Linked DNA regions of Mus musculus: all the other regions are linked to region 3. Evidence: chromatin contacts called from public promoter capture Hi-C data. All regions are on one chromosome and are shown on one strand. Each heading gives the region's core, a stretch centred on a gene start, on an enhancer-like site or on the middle of the called end of the contact. The rest is flanking DNA. Distances are from core to core; before and after follow the strand shown.

Evidence for each region. Promoter capture Hi-C pulls out the DNA fragments that hold promoters and counts their contacts.
Region 1: a promoter capture Hi-C map of pre-B cells shows a contact between it and region 3, with 4 times the contacts expected there. The contact joins the enhancer-like site here to the promoter of Cdca7l in region 3. A contact is called at or near these places in 4 of 39 promoter capture datasets (hippocampal neurons, liver and pre-B cells).
Region 2: a contact with region 3 is called in a promoter capture Hi-C map of cranial neural crest. The contact joins the promoter of Tmem196 here to the promoter of Cdca7l in region 3. A contact is called at or near these places in 4 of 39 promoter capture datasets (cranial neural crest, embryonic stem cells, hippocampal neurons and 1 more).

What each region holds. Positions count from the first base shown.
Region 1 is chr12:119,964,202-119,968,856 of GRCm38.p6, forward strand. All of the region lies in intron 1 of Tmem196 (transmembrane protein 196), which reads left to right. Among named protein-coding and RNA genes, the nearest start is that of Tmem196, 20 kb to the left of the region's middle. Within about 2 kb of position 1,365, at least 2 of the 459 cell types and tissues checked have an H3K27ac peak or open chromatin away from gene starts, as enhancers often do. A contact at or near this core is called in pre-B cells, where this site is marked.
Region 2 is chr12:119,944,734-119,949,216 of GRCm38.p6, forward strand. It overlaps Tmem196 (transmembrane protein 196), which reads left to right and starts at 1,394. Exons shown (of 5, transcript NM_001294154.2): 1 at 1,394-1,887. The coding sequence starts at 1,741.
Region 3 is chr12:117,840,868-117,845,832 of GRCm38.p6, forward strand. Cdca7l (cell division cycle associated 7 like) reads left to right here and starts at 2,994. Exons shown (of 10, transcript NM_146040.1): 1 at 2,994-3,090. The coding sequence starts at 3,067.

The sequences.
Region 1 (4,655 bases), core at 115-2,614, 2.1 Mb after region 3:
CCCATGAAAGTCAGAGAATAGCAAAGAGAATGTTGGTGCCAGAGCACAAAATGCACAAAAAATCAAGAGTAGTCTTAGTCTAAGCATTGATAACTATGGCCCTATATGATGATATTAGAATTGCATTTGTGTTAGTAAGGAATGACCATTAAATTATTTTAAAGTTTCTGAGAATAAAATCCACATGTCTAATCTATTCTTTTAATAACCATGTAAATAAGTGTAAAGAATTAGAAACAAAGAGGTTATTCCTACCTTTCTTGCTAAAATTAATGATCAGAGTAGAGGAAACACCACTGAGAATGGCAGTAAAAATTGCTGCTGTGATAAACCTCAAGGAAGCAGAATCTTCAAAATGTAGCAGGCTATGGACTGTGGAAAATGCTGAAGATAGGGTGTGGAGATAGAGACTCACACTCTGCCTGGGTTATAGAGATTGGTGAGCGTTCTGAATCAGGAACACCAAACTGAAAATCCATTTGTGATAGGCAGGATAATGAATGTTTTCAGTGGTACACCTTTTCATGAAGTATCCACCCTTGTATTATGTATCAAATGTTGTGCTATGCTTTATTGTACTAGAGAATCAGAAAAAAAAAGTCCCACGATAATGCAAAGGCTTTACCTTTTCCATTGTTTATATTATTGAAGTAGATTAATATTATCTGTTTAGTCACAATGCAATAAGAAAAGTGAGGATAGCATGACTCACTTAAGAAAGTTGATGGACACTTCCATGAAGCAACAATGAATACTGAAGCAGCAAACTGAGTCATGAATGGGCACCATTCAAATAGGGAATAAGGAGACTACAAGAAAATGAAGCATCACATGTCAGGTCCTTGTAGGAGGAAGAATTTTGTACGTTTGAAAAGCTCCAGTAAAATTCAGTAAAGGTTAAAACTCAAGAAAATGATAGCTCATTCTATAGATTGTGGTCCATATAAATGTTTTGGATATCTTTGAAATATTTTTAAACATGAAGGTAAAAATTTCAAATATCAATTGATTTGATAAGTCAAGGAAAGACTAACTTGAAACCGTTTTTGTAGCACTGATAAGAAATGCTAGTGCCTGGGAATCATGCTGAAGCAATGGAATGGATACTGGAACAAAGGTTTTGGAAATTTCCTGGAAATCATAGGAACAATGTCATGAGTTTCACTAAATATAGCATATGGGAGTATGAAGGAAGTATTGATAAGGACTTCTACATATTGAAATGAGAAAAGAGTGGATCACTGTGCTATTTCCAGAAATGAGAAACTCTAGAGGGGAAAAGGTTTCCAGTAGTAAGATAATAGCTGTTGGGACACCCAGGCAATAAAGGAGGTTTGTGAGGCAGCTTAGTGCCTTGGGCTTACTTTCACTTTCCATGCCATGACCACAAGTAGGTCTGATATGACTCTCATTTCTAGGGCCAGCAGATACTAACTAAAGAAACAAAATTTCTAATATTTGTCCTCTTTTTCTCTTACCTTACTTTGTTGTATAATTCTAAAGCAAGTACTAAACTATCCTAATAAATTCAGCCCTAGTTCACAGAGCTGTGGGGAATGAGAAACTTACAACCAAGGATAAGATATACATGATTTCTTCAACATAAAAATAAGCATAATTACCAAGATAGTGATAAATAAATTGTGAAAAATCAAAATAGCAGCCTTCTGCTGCTCTAAACACTAGCTGATGCGATAAAAGTATATATTAAAGATTTTTAAAGTGTAATTAAAGTGTAAGCTTTGTGTTGGAAGAGACAGTTGGAACTCTGACTGGGTTCAAAGGAAGACAGTGCTCGATGCATAGATGTGAAAAGTTGTTGAGAGAGGAGTAATAGCTGAAGATGCAACTACATGTAGTGTGGTTGTTTAAATATGCTTAACCGATGAAGTGGCATTAATAGGAGGTGTGGCTTTGTTGGAGGAAGTGTGTCACTGTAGAGGGGGTCTTTGAGAGCTTCCTCCTGGCTGCCTGAGGATGCCAGTGTTTTCCTGTTTGCCTTTGGAACTAGAGTAGAACTCTCAGCTCCTCCAGCTTCATGCCTGTCTGAACACTGCCATGCTTTCAGCCTTGATGACAATGAACTGAATGAACCTCTGAAACTGTAAGCCAGCCCAATTAAATGTTGTTTTTAATAAGAATTGTCTTGGTTCATACCAAAAGAAACCCTAACAAAAACATATAGTAAGAAGAATTCTCAGACTTTACAAAATTCAAAAGGATGAACAAAGGGAAAAATCCAGTAACAGAGTCCAAGGAGAGTAGGGACAAAAAGTAAGAGGTCACTGATTATCTTTAAACGTGCAACTTTAGTAAAATATGGTAATTAAAACTATCACTTTATCTTACAAATAAGTATTGCGGAGCTAAGAATAGCTCATGAATATAAAACCACGCACTTATCTTTCCATTCCAACATTTTAGCAAATGCCTGCTCTAATCCAATGAACACACAGAATACTCCAGATGGAAGAAATGAGATGGTGGTAGTTTTAAGATGAATAAAACACGTTTTCTTCCTTACAGAGCTCCAAATATATTGACATAGATACTAAATAAATGAGTCAAATGTAATACCACCCTCAAAAGGTTACTCTGAGAATAGAAAAAAAATAGATGGTATTAAGTCTGATGAAAGAATTTCAAGTGAACTCTGAAGAAAAGGTATGTCTTAGGATTTCTATTGCTGTGCTAAAAGCTCATGACCAAAAGCAACTTGGGGGAAGAAAAGGTTTATTTCATTCTCACAACCTTCAGGTTACACTCCATCACTGAAAGAAGTCTTGGCAGGAACTCAGTGTAAGAACCTGGAGGCAGGAACTGGAGCAGAGACCATGGATTGCTTCTTAGTATCTTTGCTTCTCTATTGTTTCATCCTCTGTGGAGTTCATTTTTCCAAGCTGAATCAGAATGTATTACTGATCAGTATATACTACTCACCTGTTGGCTTCTTAAACTTGCTTTGCCTGCTTTCTTTAAAACTCAGGACCACCTGTTCAAAGTAGCAATGCTCACACTGGTCTGGGATCTTCCATATTTATCATTAATCAAGAAAGTATTTCAAACACTTATAGAGGAATTTTCTCACATAAGACTTCCTCTTCTAAAATATGTCTAGGTTTATGTCAAGTTAACAAAATCAATCAGTAGGTTAAGAATGTGAATAAAAGTTCCAACTAAAGAAGACAAATGAGCATAGATGATACACTCAAGATAAATGAGATAACTTGAATTCAGTCTGACAATAGATAATGATCAGCAGACTTGTTGGCAAACTGAAAAGAAATATGTCTAAGTCCCGCTGGCAATCCAGGATGTCAAGAAAGCTACTGAAACAGGCAGAGCAAAAGGGGCAAATGCTGAAACTCATACTTAAGATGTTAGAATGCAATTTAGAAACACAAGAAATAAAATTCTTTTGTGGGTTCTTAGATAATCTAGATAAGGGCTTGTAAGGCCCTGAATGAAATGAAGACTGTTGTATATATGGAATGAATGGATCACAGTGCCTAATTTGATGGAAATTTTGTGAGAAGAGGAAAAGTCAAAAGTCTCTCCTTTTAAGAAAGGACATTAGAGTGATGAATATAAGAAAGGATTGCATAAAAACTGAAATGAGACTCATTTTGAGAGATTTTAAAGTTGAAAATATTCCTGTTGGATCTCTTTCAATGATTGCTTTACATCTGGCTGTGCACACAATGAACAACAAAATGATTGCAGAATGAACTAAAAATAGATGAAGCTAATACAGTGACCAGCATACTGTGTTATTCCCTTGTCTCTTGAAGCTTTAAGATATTTTACATGTAATATTTGAATTGAAAAATACGTTCAGAGGTAAGAGTTATTGACATCTCAAATTATATCCCACTTCGTGCTTACCCCTCCACAACCACCTATCCCAAATCTGTCCTCCTCCAAAGGTAGTCCACTCACAATCTTGCTCACTATAACACAGAATACTGGAGTCATAGGCTGAAGATCATAATGGTGTCCAAATCCCAGATAGATACTGGTTCAGCTCAGAAAAACGAACTCCATGAAGGAACAGTAGAGAAGAAAAGATACACTTAGTTTTGGCATAGGCAAATTTTATAAATGAGAAAGGGAAGCCAAAAATGGACCAAATATTTTCTATAATTTTATCAAGAATTCAGATACTGTTCTGGACCCATAATATTCAAAATGTCATATAATTTTAATAGTTATTATTGAACATCTCCATTTATTTGTGCCTTATTAGATATTAGAAATTTAACCAAAACATGTTATTTCATCTTTTAGCAGAATTGTTTGATAATATTAACATCATAGTCGTTTATTTATTAAAGATGTGAAAGGTGAGATTCATAGAGCTGAAGTAGCTGTTATTAGTCCCACTCACATGTGAAACAAAGTTAATGTCCATGCCTGCCTGGGTTGAAGAATGTATTTGTTGTGCTATACTCTGTCCATCTCTTCTTTTTAAAAAAATATATTTATTTATTTATTTGTTTATTATATGTAAGTACACTGTAGCTGTCTTCAGACACTCCAGAAGAGGGCATCAGATTTCATTACAGATGGTTGTGAGCCACCATGTGGTTGCTGGGATGTGAACTCAGGACCTTTGGAAGAGCAGTCGGCGCTCCTAACCGCTGAGCCATCTCACC
Region 2 (4,483 bases), core at 144-2,643, 2.1 Mb after region 3:
AAGGTAAAACTGACACTCCTGGGGCAGAATTAGGGCTTCTGTTTCCTCACATTGGTTCTTGAAAATAAAAAATGCGTCATGTAATCCCAAAGGAGCTTACTGTGTATTTGTCTGCATGTGGGCAGAGGCAAAGATGCCCTCATATTGTGGTCCCCTTTGTCTATATTTCCCTTCAACGCATCTCTAACTGAAGAATAAGTTCTTGAGAAAGATGGTTGATGAATCCATAACTCAGAACTCATCCAGAAAATTTTCAGTAGAACACCTTGAGATGTTTCCTGGGGGGGGGGGGGGGATCAGTAAAATATAAGCAATTCCACTATATCTAGGCTCCCAAAATTCACCAGAAAGAGCAACAAAATCACACAGCCCACGCTTGAGTCCCTGCCATAATGATTCAGAATTGAAGATGGTCAAAATCAGTTTTGTACTAGGTCAGACTTTTTCTCTGTTTATAAGTAATGCTTGTTCTGGTGTAGTACTTAAGTGTATGTATCTCAACTGAAATGAGATAACAACACAGGGTCTCTGTAAGCTGCTTCTGACTATGCCTCTCAGGTATGTAGCTATCAAGGAAAATATGCCTCCAGCAGACAGCTTCTTCCCTCTAGGATAAGAAGGTACAAAGTAGTGATAGCAGAATGGACCCTCTCTCTTAAAGAGCAGGCTCCAGTCTGGGCTCACTGATATAAATGAGTCCTCCAATGAGGGTCCGCTCAAATCTTTGTATAATCAGGGGTCTGGCTTCTTTCTATTTCCGTGCACTTGGTTTTCCTTTGCTCCTGAACCAGAGAAAAGTACATGTAGAGGAAAGTTTTGCATAGAATGAGCCTATATTGATATAAGGACCAGGCATAGCCACCCCTCCTGTCTGAGGCAGAAACCCAAGAGGAATTGAGTAGAGGAGTAACGAGTTTAGGATACTTAGGTTGGGTGCAGGGGCGGGGCGAATCAGAGGTCAGCCAAGAGTATTGGTCCTAGACCCACAAATACATCAGGATTCTCCCTCCTCCGTTAGCCTCCTAAACCCCAATGAGGTCATAGCAATGAGAGAGAATCAGATTCAAGAGAGGGGGGAGGAAGAGGACAACAACGGGGGAAAAAAATCCAGACGGAAAGAGGCCATCAGACAAGGTCGCTTTTTCTGGCGACACAGCAAGTGCTAGGAACGTGGTGCTGAATACCATCCACCCGCTCTGCCTAGAGACCTAGAGACTCACAGAAGCACTTTGCGCAGACAGGAAAACAAAGGAGGGAAGGCGAGAGGACAGGCGGAGAGGAGTTGTAAGCAGCTCCCCTTTATTACTAGGAAATCAAGCTTGGTTCCTCCGCCAGGAAGAAGGGAGCCAGAGAGGTGCGGAAGGCTCCTGGGGGCGCAGAGCAGAGACACGGCAGAACTCTGGACTGCGCCTCCGACACTGGCAAGGCTTCCGATCCAGAGTCCGTTCTCCAGAGCCTGGCTCCTCAATAAAAGCTTCTGGACTCCCACCCATCGCTCAACAGTCCCTGTGTGAACCCGCCACGGGCTGGATTAGCTGTCTTCTCTGGCCAGGCCCACGGAAATGGTTCTCTGGTTCTGAAAATCCAGACCTTGTGGATAATGTTTTGCTGGTGAAGAAAGAAAAGTTTGAGGAGCTGGACTGTGGTAGGGGGCGGAAGGGGCTGAGGAGGACTTTGGAAGAAAGAAGGTAGATGATCAGCTTTCATCTCTGAGCTGGAAGGAATGATGACCCAAGGAGAATGTGCACCAGCGGCCAGATCATTGGGAGCCTTTTGGTGCTCTCTGTGCTGGAGATAGGGCTGGGGGTGTCCAGCGTGGCCGTGGGGGCGGTCAGCTTCAGCCTGGCTCTCCGAGAGCACACGCCGCAGCTCGGAGACTCGTCCCCGGTATGGAGCGGGGTGTGTGTACGTTGAGCCATTTCACTCTCTCTTTACCTCTTTTCGGGGATGGTCAGTGTGTGCGTGCCTTAGTCACTGTCTCCTGGGAAAACAATATTATAATACTCCTCTGCCTGTAGGTTCCAATTGACAAGCTCTGCTGGTTTATATTGTCTTTTTGTGTATTAGGGAAGCTTTTTTCCTCTTCACTGGATTTAAAACTAAAATGAATGGCTTTATTTAAACTTGAGGGGAGGAGGGTCAGTTTGAGGATTCTGCAAGACTGACCAGTGTTAGTCTTTACAGGGTTACACCTGACAAGGGCAAACTCACTTGTTTATGTCTTTTACTGAAAATGTTACATCATTTTATTGTACAAAGAGCAAGCAAGGGGTAGTTATCTGTTTATATGTGGGCAGTATGCTCAAGGTGCACCGATGCAACAGTGATATGACCAAAATGGAAAGTGAGCTGAGCCTCTGAAAGGTCTGAGGAAAGATGAGCATTGTCTCAGAAAGCACTGCTTTCAATTTGCCTTGCTACCTTTCTCATACTCACTTCTGAATATTCTGTTGTAAGTTCAAGGCCACCAGTTAAACAAACAGCAGTAAGAAATGTAATGCCATCCTAATGGTAGAGTAACTCACTTTAAAGTGTGCTTATCTACTCAGAAAACAATATTGGGTTTTTTTTGGGGGGGGGGTTGTTTTGTTTTGTTTTGTTTCAGGTCAGGGGCAGACCTAACAAACATTTTGTTTGCTCATGTAGGAAGAATTGCAAGGAAGCCACCAAAATCAATAAAATAACTACCTGATAATGAAAAGGCGCTCTCTCTCTCTCTCTCTCTCTCTCTCTCTCTCTCTCGTGTGTGTGTGTGTGTGTGTGTGTGTGTGTGTGTGTGTGTGTGTGTGTAGTGTGTGTGTGTGTGTGTGTGTGTGTGTGTGTGTGTGTGTTGATCCTCCTTCCTTTTCCCCTCTCTCTCCTAGCTCCTCATAGCTGCCATGCCAACCTGAGTCTCTAACTTGATTGTATTTCCTGCATAATTTATTAAGGAGCTATTCTGCTGTTGACAATCCATACTCCATTTAACAATCACGATTTCATCACTAAATTACTAAGAGAAAGATCATTTATGAATTTAAGAAAATCCATTCCAAAGTCATTCATAAAAGGTGTTCCAGCCCTCTGAGTACTGTGAAATTGTACCTTGAATAATTGGCTTTTATACTTTTTTTCAGGTATGATACATGTTTATAGATTAAACAACTTAAAAGACAAAAAGGAAAAGAACAATTCTAGCATTAAATTACCCCTAGAATCTTTTTTTTGAATTCTATAAGTTTATATCAACCCACATTAACTATCTTGTTCTTTAATATGGAAATGTTGCCAATGTAAGTATAACTTTGAGTTTGAAAGAATAAGGGGTCCATCTTAAATTCCACATCTATTACGTGGTTATAAGTATTTTGAGAATTGTGGTTATTATTATTAATAAAATTTCTAATGCCCAACTATCAAAATAAAATACAATGCAAGCATATTTTTAAAAAGAGGTGAAATATGTTCTGATGGCTCAAAAAAAATGCCTCATGTCTCCCATTCATTAAACACAAGAAATTGAGTGAATTAAAGTAAACTGCCTCTAAATAATATATTAAAACCATTTTATCTTAAGATATTTTAAATAACTATGTTATTAAACATAATGAATATTTTCCTTCCAAACGGGATATTATATAAATGAGCTAATGCACAAATGCAAAAACTTTTGGATCATCTCAAAGAAAGATCAGCCATATTGATCTAGTCATTACTATAAATAATGTTTTCTACTTTAATTAGCTTTTTATAGTAAGCACAATTCACCAAGATTCTTGGAAGAATAGTTTTGAATACTGTAATATGGTTTTGTAAAAAGAAAAATAAAAATTCATTCACTCAACTGAATGAATTATTTTGACACTGAAATGTTCAAATAATTACTCACTTTTTAAATTCCATGTCATAAGAAAAAAATACATTTGTAAAGAAATAAATCCCCAGTTGGAATAATCATGATTTTCAAAATGTAAAGTGGCTAAGCATATTATTGAAATGGTTTCAAATTCTTTTGTGATATATTTTTGGATGATCTTTTCATTTCTTCTCTGGTAAATCCATATAACTAATATTTATAGAGAGTTCAACATGTGAATTGCATTTTACTAGTGACTACAGAAACTACAAAATATGAGTCAAAATACTGTCTTCAGAGAGGTATTACCCACCCCAAAGAATACTAGAATTTAGAATTGATGGAGGTAAGAGTATGACCTCAGAGAGGTTAGGAGTAAATAGGGAAGAGAAAAGTTGAAATGGGCAATACTGATGACCTTGAAGGTTTCCTGGAGTTAAAATCAATATATCACAGTGTTATTATCTCATGAGGTAAGGTCTCAAGACAAATTAACTGAATGTAAATCTCAGATCTACCATTACTAGTTGGGGGACTAACAATCCCCCCATGTAAAAAAGAGGATTGAGACATTTATCAATTAATGAAAAATGAACAATCTCTTAGAAAAGTGCATTGTGTATCATAAGCATGAAGTAAATGTGAGCA
Region 3 (4,965 bases), core at 1,744-4,243:
GTAGATAACAGGACAAAACCACACAAATTTATTTCATAAAAATTCAGCAGATGAGGTAAAAGATTTCCATATTGCATTGGGAATTGCCAAAGAAAGTAGAAGTCTGATAAGAAGAAGGTCCTTGGCGAGGCTAGTTAATTGAGTTCAGTGGGTACAAAGATAAGAGTTCATTGGGCTAAGCTTGCTTGGGCCAGATTTCCCTTAACTTCAGTTTCCTGTCCTTGCTAAGAACCTTGCTTTCCTTCCATGTGGAGAGGCTTACCTCACAAGGGAATAGCATCTCTCCCCCATAAGTTCAGGGAACGGGCAGCAGATTTTCTTCTTCTTCTTCTTCTTCTTCTTCTTCTTCTTCTTCTTCTTCTTCTTCTTCTTCTTCTTCTTCTCCTTCTCCTTCTCCTTCTCCTTCTCCTTCTCCTTCTCCTTCTCCTTCTCCTTCTCCTTCTCCTTCTCCTTCTCCTTCTCCTTCTTCTTCTTCTTCTTTTTTAAGATTTTGTTTATTTATTATATGTAAGTACACTGTAGTTGTCTTCAAATACACCAGAAGAGGGTGTCAGATCTCATTATGGATGGTTGTGAGCCACCATGTGGTTGCTGGGACTTGAACTCAGGACATTTGGAAGAGCAGTCTGTGCTCTTAACCGCTGCGCCATCTTACCAGTCCTGCAGCAGATCATCTTGCATCTGCTGTTTGTGAAGTACCTCTGAAGTCTTCAACATGCAGCAGAGTGGCAGGTTGACAGTGGTGGATTCTTATGCCAAGGTTCACATCTCATCCATTCAGGGAACTATAGACAGTTCTTATTCCCTTAAAGAAACATTTTTAGTGGATTCGTTTTTATTTTATGTGCCTGGATGTTTTACCTGTGTGCGTGCGCGCACACACACACACACACACACACACACACACACAAAACCTGCATGAAGTGTCAGCAGAGGCCAGATGAGGACACTGAATCCTGTGGTGGTTTGAATAAGAATGATCCCCACAGAACCAACCAAGCAGCAGAACTTGGCAGCTTGCTTATAATATATAACCCAGGCCTGCCTATGCAGGGATGGCATGGACCTGTCTCACAGACATGGTCAAAGGCTAACCTGTTGAAAGCAATTTCTTATTTGAGATTTCCTCTTCCTAGGTCTATTTACATTTGTGTCAAGCTGACAGGAAGTAACCAAGCATAGGCTGCATAATGAAGGCTTCTAAAGTGGGAAGGTCCAGTGGTCTAAATAGGTTCCCAATGATAGCTAGGTTCCAAATGCTTTGCTACTTCAAACCAATGCTCCCTTTACAATAGGGATTTGCTGTATGTAGTCTACAGTAGAAATAATAATAGAAATAACTGCAAACACAGCCCTTAGATCACAGGAAGATACAATTATCTTAGACTAAAACTAGCTTTGATTAATACATTTTTACTGTTCTTCCTGGCAACCTAAGGAAACAAAAAGAAAAACGGGAGAAAGAATGTTGGGTGTACTCTAGAAGCCTGAAAATGTTTTCTGGTTTGGTGGAACGCTGCTGTCGAGGGGTATCTGGATGAATGTTGAGAGAATTCTAGGAAATACTACATATGAAGTAGTCACAGCAATAATACACATTATCCGGGAGAAGTAAAGCATTTTTCTTTTCTTCTGTTTTGAGGTAGGGTCTCAAATTCAGAATCCTCCTGCCCCTGCCTCCACAGAACTGGGATTATAGGCAACTAAGCCAGGCCATGTGCATTTCTAAAGTTAGACACTGTTTTCTTAACTTCATTCCCCAACACTGGTAACATGTTGCTCAACTAACGAAGAAAGCAAGACACCTCTTTCCTTGACGTTTCCTCCTGAAGCCTGAGAGAACATTCTGGCAACTTCAACTATTCATTCAGCAACAACAGAAGGATGAGTACTGGATCCAAGGAGCTGAGACTGGCTGCATAAACTTCTACTCAGGCAAGCTGTTACTGTATCACCTCATGACCCCATCCTGTGCTAAACCTTTCCACTTGTCATTTTTCAGCTCCTCAGGCTTGCTTTGGGCCTCCCACTGTCTCCACTCATTAAATGCCTCAGGCTACTGACTCAAGCTCTAAGTCTTTGATGCCTCCAGCCCACTCCATGCCATTAGATTACCATTCCCCAGTCCCTCATGGCATCTAACTTGTTCCAAGTTTACATGTCCATGCACTTTCATTATTAGATTTATCATTTTTAATCAGTGGTAGGAATTAGGTTACTAATCATTTCAATTATCCATCAAATTAGTGATGGTGACATAATTATCATCATCATGAGATTTGCGTTATCACTATGGTTATTCATATTATCCTGGGGGTAATGGCTCCCAGTCCATAAAGTTCAACCTAGTAGATAGTTTTTGTTTATTCCTGAGTCAGGAGGCCTATCCCAGCATTTCCGCGGTGAGTAGGTGCTAGTGACTAGCATCTAGGCACTTACTGGGGAGCTCTGGCAAGAACGGAGGTCTTGCTTGTAGTGTGTGGTGTGCAGGGTGCTGCGTCGCCCTCTGCCCAGTGTTAGAAAACTTGGGTGATTGGCTTTTGCAGTGAATTGGGCAGCCACTTTTTCGGAGGCGCACAGACCACGCCCCTTACCAACAACAAAGCAAAGCCAGCTCCGCGGCCTCTACGCAACACTCCTGGAACTCAGGCCACGAGGACACGGAGGTTGGCGCTGCGGAGTTTGAGCGGGCCAGGTACCCGGAGCTCAGAGGCGCGTGCAGCCTCAGCTTGAGTCTCCCGCGCGAACCTGAGCGGACGGCTCCACCGCGGACCTGCGCGGTAGGGGGAAGCCCGCGCAACCAAACACGCCGGCCAATGCCGGTCGCGCGCTCCCTTTGCGCGCTCCCGCGCCGGCCTTAAGGCTTGGACCGCAGGTGGAGAGGCCCGGGTGCGGGCGCGTGGCCCGAGGCTGTGCGAGGTTGCGCGGTGCGCGCGGAGCCGCGCTGTCCCCCCCATCTGAACTCAGTGCGCTGTTCCACGGCAAACTCCGCGCGCTGCGTGCTCGGGGCCGCGCCAGCCCGGGTGGCCGCGTGCAGGGCTCAGGGAAGTGAGCCCAGCAGGGAAGATGGAGCTGGCCACGCGCTCCCAGGTGAGGGTTTCCCCCAGCCCTGGTCCCCGGCCGCTTTCTGCATGCCCCGCCCCGCCCTGTCCTGCCGGGCTGGTCCACGCGGAGGGCCGGGTGCTGGGAACTTAGGTCCTGTAGGAGTGCGCGTGGCTCCCTGCTGTACCACCCCGGGTCTGCAGGTTTGGCCCCTGCAGCCGGGGCTCAGGTGGGGATGCCTATTCTGGAGCTGCAGGCCGGGAGCTACGGGGTGCAGCGCCCCGAGACCTGGGGGAGGGGCGCGCGGGAGGGCAGCGTGCAATTTCTCCCCAACCCCCTTCCTCGCCGGAACTGGCACCAGAGGTCAGGAAGATTAAGAAAAAAGCAATTAAAAAAAAAAAAAAAAAAAAAAAAGAAAGAAAGAAATCTCGAGACTCACACTATACCAGTCTTTTATTGAGTTGCTGTAGGTTTTATTCTAGAACTTTAATAAATTTACTACTTGGCAAATGGTAAGTAACATCTTTAGGCCAAGTTAACAAACAACTTCAAGATTGCAAATCTTAAGCGAAGGGCAAATCCATTATGCATTATGGGTCTAATTTAAGTTTTGAAACTTCACTAACACTTGAGAATAAGTCTTCCAAAGGGTCATTGCGTGCCAGGATTGTGATTTCTGTTAGTTTACAGTCTCAAGGTTTTTCTCTACTTAAAATTATCACTCTGTTAAAAAAACGACAACCACAAGACACCTAAACAGACACACACTTTTTAATATAGTGATAAGCAAATCATTTTTAAAAATGAACTAAGAAAAACTTTGAAAAGAGAAGGAATGGCCAGCCCCCTGCTCGTGGGGTGCGGGATATTTTACATGAATGTAGCCTTTCTTGAACTGCGTTTACCCCTGTAGTCTACCTGTAGACTCTGAGCCTGGTGGAACAGCGCCCAAGCTTTACCAGACCTGGCCTGCCCAGGTCTGGCACTTACCTTTGTGCTGGCAAATTAGAGAACTAGCTAGCTGGCTAGATACCAGTGGCCACTTTGTCCAGTTAGTGACCGCTGAGAATGTCCTGAAAGTGGAGGTTTGTGAGAAAGTATTTTAAAAGGTTTCACCAGTGAAGGGAGAAAAGAAAAACTGTACTGAGCTAGACTCAGGCTTTAGGGTTTTTGTTGTTGTTTTTGTTTTGCTTTTGCACGTGGCTAGCCTGAGCTTCTCCAGGAAGTAACAAAACACCTTTGGAAAGGGAAAGTGAAATTGCTTTGTTTTTTCAGGACAGTCTCATTCATCACAGAGTGGTCTCCACTTTCTGTAGAGCAGATTATAGATCTTGCCTCCACTTCTAGATTCAGGATTCTTTCCCTGCTTGGATGCCTGGTGTATGATGTGCTGGGGGTGAACCCTGGGCCTCCTGCATGTTAGGCAAAATCTGCAAACTGGGCTGCAGCTCCAGCCTGGTGGAAAGAGACAGGAGCTTTCGTAGTTCCTCAGAAAATGTAACTCACTGTATCATTTCCAAAACCTGTCACTTTACTGGAAAGCTCTTTGCAACTAGGATCCCTGTATTCAGGGCATTTGAAAATTCAGGATGTATTAAACTGTGCAGCTAGACCGGAACATTTTATTGTTACACTGTGAAGCTTTAATAAACTATTTACTGGGGGGGGGAGGGGGCAATCTACAAATTACATCCTACCCATTATACACCAATTAGGGCAGATTACTATGTATAAGATGATCATACACACACCTATAAAGATCTCTTAATTGGTAGCACAAATTAAGATGAATTTTTTTTTCTGTTTGTAAGCTCCTCATAGTTTAAAAGTGAGCACAGTCATCTTCATTGACATGGTCTGTGAGTGGTTCTGTGGGGTGGCAGGTGAGTGCAGATGAGAAGACCGTTGAACCGAGAGATGCTA